Linked DNA regions of Zea mays: region 2 is linked to region 1. The links are chromatin contacts, called in public Hi-C maps. All regions are on one chromosome and are shown on one strand. The core of a region is the stretch at or near the end of the contact, and the rest is flanking DNA. Distances in the headings are between cores, read along the strand shown.

Region 1 (2,870 bases), core at 351-2,850:
TGCTTTGTGCCTTTGTCATTGAGTGATTGTGAGATAGTCATTTTGTATTGTAATATACATTTGTAACACATACAAACTTAGTGATTAAACTTTGAGCTGGCTGCACTCTTTTTTCCTTTCTAGGGTTTCTCACAAGGGTGAGTTTTACCTAGAAAGGTTTTTAATGAGGCAGCATTGCACAAAACAACTCATTTATTATATTTGTCTATATTTTCTGCTGTTTTTTAACTTTGGTTAAATTTATCTATATTTTCTGCTGTTTGGGAACATTAGCGGGCTGGCACTGGCACGACCCGTTTTTTTGAGCGTGCCTAGCGGGCTGGTCCGACACAAAAAGTGGCCCAGAGGGCCGTGCCTGGGCCAACGGCCAGGCACGTGGGCTCTCTAGGCACGGCCCGTTCAGCCCGTATACCCGGGCCGGCCCGTTGGCTGATGGGCCGTGCTTCCCCGGGCCCGTGCCGGGTCGTGTCGGGCCGGCCAGTTGGCCATCTACAGTGATAATAGTGCTGGTACAAACAAACAAACAAATAAGTAAATAATACTAGACCGCCGCTTTCAACAATATTTTACGCCTTTGGTTTTTTTTTTCTTTCTAGGAAGAAATACAATTCCTCCTTGGTCCAAAATGTTGAATCGTGGAATATTTCATGCACGACACGGTTCTCTGAACTTGGGAACAACAATGAGTGTTTGCCACAACATTTCCAGTGAATGACTTGGTTGAGTTGGTTCACACAACGAAGTGCTTCATGGGGGACTAGTGCTGCTGGTGAAGTAGTAGTTAACAGATTGCATGCTGCGCCAGATCTGGAGCGCCTTTCTTTCCTTGGACGTTCTCCTGCTGGTGCAGAATTATATGGGGGCAACTTGACCTCGCGATACTTGAGTCGAGTACTTGATTCTCCATTTTTTCCCCCTGTTTACTCCAATCGGCCGGTTATCAGAGTCGGGCAGAAATTGCAACCAAAGCAAAACAAGCGCGCAGTTTCTGGACGGTTGATGTGTACTTGCTTGATGCCCTAGAGCTAGAGGCCACAGCTGAGAGGGAGTCGTGAGTGCTAACGTAACGAAGTGGACTCGTCATTTCGTGCCATTTCTAGTGACATACTTGCAGCATCTGCAATCTCCCAGTGGTTGCGTGTGTAAGCCTGTAAGGTCCGGGGCAACGGACCGGACCAACTCGACACCCGACTGACCGAGACCTAATACTTGGGCAATAGCTCGCGTCCAGTCCAGACACACACGGGCTCCCCCCACCAAGCCCGTCGCACTCAGTGGCCACCCACCACCAGCCCACCTCCGGGCGCAACCGCGTCTGGTGCGGTGCCGTGCGCCCGTCGTCCGGCGGCAACCAGACTACCCAGAGCCCCGTCGAGCAGACGGGCCGGCGCCGGGTCAATGTCGAGTGTCGTATTCCCAGGCAGGCGGCCATGCGACGACCGGCTGCGCGCGGGCCAAGCTGCCAGCGCCGGCGGCAGAAGGTTGGCCGGCCCATCCAAGGGACAGGGAGGCGTCGTCGCGGAGTCAGCTCGGCCCGCCAACAACCTACCCCGGTGCCATGCCAGTCTCTGATCTGACCCCAACAACCTCCCCCTCCCACCCGTGGCCACGCTATTTATTAAGCCCGCCCTCCCCCGCACCGTTCTCCTCAGGACGAAGAGCCTACCTTTCCCCAGCTCTTCGTCTACAGCACTGCCACATTAGTAGTTAGTTACCAGCAGTACTACTCTTGTGTAGTAGCTTTTAATTTCCCCCAGCTAGCTAGCTAGTTTCTACTTCCGTCCGCGCGCGCTCATCTGCGCACGCACGTGTCCCCGTCCGCAATGGAGTCCGAGGCCGGCCTGCTTGTCCGCTCCTCCCTGAACGGCGAGGGCCTGTGCATGCCGGCGCCGCGCGCCGACCCGCTGAACTGGGGCAAGGCCGCGGAGGGCCTGTCCGGGAGCCACCTGGACGAGGTGAAGCGGATGGTGGCGGAGTTCCGCGACCCGCTGGTGAAGATCCAGGGCGCCAGCCTGAGCGTCGCGCAGGTGGCCGCCGTGGCCGTGGGCGCCGGGGGCGGCGAGGCCCGCGTGGAGCTGGACGAGTCCGCTCGCGAGCGCGTCAGGGCCAGCAGCGACTGGGTCATGGGCAGCATGATGAACGGCACCGACAGCTACGGCGTCACCACCGGCTTCGGCGCTACCTCCCACCGCCGCACCAAGGAAGGCGGCGCGCTCCAGAGGGAGCTCATCAGGTCAGACCACTCTTCAGTTCTGACTCAGCCGTGTTCAGTTTGGATTGTTAGTTTCCGCAGTTAGATTAGATGCTCCTATCAAACAGTGTTAGCGGTTTATTCACGAGGTCCTGCTGCACCGCAGGCGCAGCGTCGCGCCAGCTGCGCCTGCATGTGCTAGTAGCCATGTGCTAGTTGCATGTGCTAGTTCTTCAGTTCTGACTTGGCCAGCTGCATGTGCTAGCTGTTCACGGGATCCCATCAGTTACTGAAACAAGAAATACAGTATTTCCTTTTTTTTTCGGGGTGTTGTAGTTAGTTGTGCTAGTAGCTAGCTAGGTCGTTGGTGGGTTGGCATAAACGTTAAACTACCTCAAACTTTTTATCCCATAGATAGATAGTTCACATCATTCGTGCCTACAACCTTTACGAGTACAGTAGTAGTATACTCCGCTACCAATCCTATACACTATCATGTACTCTCTCTCCCTTTTAAACTTTTAGCTGTCTTACTTGTCGGTTTGTTTCATTCAAAAAAATTTATATAAACATTATATTGGTTTTATTAACAATAGTATTTTAATAATAATTTCTTCACTTTATTGTTTAAGGATTGGATAAAACAAATAGTTAAATATGATGGGTGCCACTACCAAAC
Region 2 (2,736 bases), core at 148-2,647, 310 kb before region 1:
GCTGCATACCTGAAGAAGGCGCCAAGGCGACTGCGGCCAGCGGATGGGATCGGTGACCTGGACGCCGGCGACGGTGCCCATGAACCAGCTAATCCTGGAGGAGTCCTCGGTCTCGAACGCCATCTTGAACCGCATCCCTGGGGACCACTGCACCCTCATCGCCACGCGGACCGCGGCGGCGCGAACGCAGAACTCGGGCGTGCTGGCGCGAGGGTAGTACACCACCTCAAACGACTGCCCGGCGGCCGCCAGCCTCGCCGCCTCGGCCACGTCCTCTGGTCGCACCTTGCCCCGTGCCTTGGCGGCCGCGCACGGGCTCACATTCCCTCGCATGAGGCCCGCGTAATGGTCCCACCCGGCCGCAGGGGAGTCGTCGCCTCCGCCTCCACCGGCGCCGCAGAACCCGCGCTTGGCACGCCGGATGCCGACGTGCAGGTCCCCGCTGTCGCCGCGGAGGAACACGATGGAGTCCCCTGCGACGAGCTTCTTCTGGTTGACGAACGTGCTCCACCCCGTGGTGAGCAGGTGCCGGCGCGGCGTGCCCCGGTAGATGTGGCGGAACTTCCAGGCGGCCCCGTGCACGTCCTTGGCGACGACGGTCTGCACGGGCGGGTCGGCGGCGTAGTCCAGCCGCGGGAAGATCGTCTCCGCGCAGTACCTCGGCACGGAGAACCCGCCGCCGTTGTTGGCGTCGGACTGTGTCAGCGTCTTGGCGAACGAGGCCGGCTTCTCCTGCTCGTCCGCCGCGGCCGCGTCGTCCTCGACGCCACCCGCGTCCGCGTCCGCGTCCCCGCCGCGCAGCGGGACGAGGCGGATCCTGGCGAAGACCTCATCGGTGTCTGGGTCAGCCATGTAGCGCACTGCCGTGACGCGGCAGGGGACCAGCGCCGGGACGCGCGCCGCGGAGAGGTCGGCCGCACCGGCGAGGCCGAGCGCGTGCTCCGCGTGCCCCTGCGGGAAGTAGTAGACGCTGGCGCCCACGGGCGGCACGGTGCACATGCCGCCCGCGCACGCCAGCCACAGCTGCCGGTCCACGCACCGTTCGGCGCCGGCCGCTGCCGGCTCCGTCAGGTCCGCGAACGTGATCATCGGGAACGCACCGAGGCGAGGGCCGGCCAGTAGAGTGAGAGCGGGAGGTGGAGGAGGAGGAGACGAAGGCGAGCGGGTCTGCCGGTGTCGTGTGTAACTGAGCTACGGTGGTGCTTGTTTTTCACGGTAACGAGCAGGAGTAAACCCCGTTGCGACTTATAAGTGCCCGTTCGGTGAGTGGGAGTGAGCGACAGGGCGCCAGGCCCCCAGGCTGATGTGCGGAGCCGGACAGTCGCGTAGGAAACAGCAACGAGTACCAGTACGCGTGGAGCGGCGTCACTGTGTGGAAGTTTGAGGCCCGTGAGTTTCGGTATGCGTCAGCGACTCAGCGTGGTCGAAACCCAGGAACACCGTTGTGGTTGTGGCCTGTGGGGTTTCTGGTCCGTGCAACTATGCAAATGTGAAACGAATTCTCAAATAAAATGTTGATATCCACTGAAAAAGAGAGAAAAAAATGTTGGACACTCAATCTCCATATGAAAAAAATGTTGGATGTCTCAATAAACATAGTAAATGATGAAAAAACTGAAGGGTTTTGCATGACCTAGGGCTTGAACATGCGAGCTAAGCCATCCACACGGTGCCATTTACACCCTAGCAAAGACCACCTGAGTCGACTACAGAGGACAATAAGTCTACTTGAGTCGAGTAGAGCAAAAACCCTTCATAATAAATTGAGCTCGAGTCGGGTGAATCAAAATCATATTCGCGATCGTACCTGTGAAATCTATCTAAATCTAACTATGATCACACCTACCAGTGTCATTCCAAACTCGTACCCGAGCCCGTCAAGTTTCGAGCCACCTACATTCTTTTATTTAGCATACACTTTTAAACAATAATTTAGTTGTAAGTAATTAAGTAATTATGTACGAACGATAATCCTACTACTAATTAAGAAAGCAGTGTGGACGCTCGGCGCGGTCATGCCCCCGCCTCGCCTCTCCCTCCCACTCCCCTCCAACATGTCACTGCCATAGTGGACCCGTCCTACGCTCCCCTCACATTGCTCGCCCCTACCCCAGCCATCGTCGCGCCGCCCCATTCTCCCCGTCCTCGGCACTTCGCTACACGCCCGCCCCAGTCCGACGCCCCCCGTGCTCGGCGACTCCCCCTTCGTCCTCTCGCTGAGGCTGCCTTCGTCCTGCCCCACACCCGCTGCGTCGCCCGAATCTGTGCTCGCGATGCCTTCACTTCTCCTCTGCGCCGTCGTTTCCTCTGCATCACCAGCCATGCCGCCGACTTGCCTAGGACGGAGCCCGCCCGACCAACCATTCCAGGCGCCACGCCGTCCCCTCTGCGTCGTCCACTCCGCGGTGTGGTCGGCTGTCTCGGAGCCCTCGCGTCCCCTAGCCCATGCACCCGCCTCGTATGCCCCAACTGCCCGAACGCCATGCCCCCGCCTCGTCGTCCCCTCCGCGCAGCCGCACAATCGTGGTGTGACCGACCGTGGAGGAGCCCTCGTGTCCCCTAGCCCAACCAGCCATGGGCCCCATCGTTTCCCCTTCCACGCAGCCAGGGCCCCCAAATTTGGCAATGCACCATTCCCCCCAACAAGCGCGCTCGATCTGGCAATTGCGTGCATTATCTCCGTCGCCGATTTGGAAAGCGCACGATCTACGACGCTGATTTGGAAAGTGCCTTGCC

Evidence for each region. A called contact is a pair of places that touch in the nucleus more often than the background predicts.
Region 2: a Hi-C map of bundle sheath shows a contact between it and region 1, with 2.7 times the contacts expected there. The contact joins the promoter of LOC103653810 here to the promoter of LOC100285115 in region 1. A contact is called at or near these places in 7 of 25 Hi-C or Micro-C datasets (bundle sheath, ear, endosperm and 3 more).

Annotation. Positions count from the first base shown.
Region 1 is chr4:148,642,772-148,645,641 of Zm-B73-REFERENCE-NAM-5.0, reverse strand. LOC100285115 (phenylalanine ammonia-lyase) reads left to right here and starts at 1,600. Exons shown (of 2, transcript NM_001158010.2): 1 at 1,600-2,233. The coding sequence starts at 1,824.
Region 2 is chr4:148,950,901-148,953,636 of Zm-B73-REFERENCE-NAM-5.0, reverse strand. LOC103653810 (auxin response factor 8) reads right to left here and starts at 1,397. Exons shown (of 3, transcript XM_008680610.3): 1 at 10-1,397. The coding sequence starts at 1,089. It overlaps LOC103653809, which reads left to right and starts at 2,096. Exons shown (of 2, transcript XM_020552639.1): 1 at 2,096-2,736. The coding sequence starts at 2,274.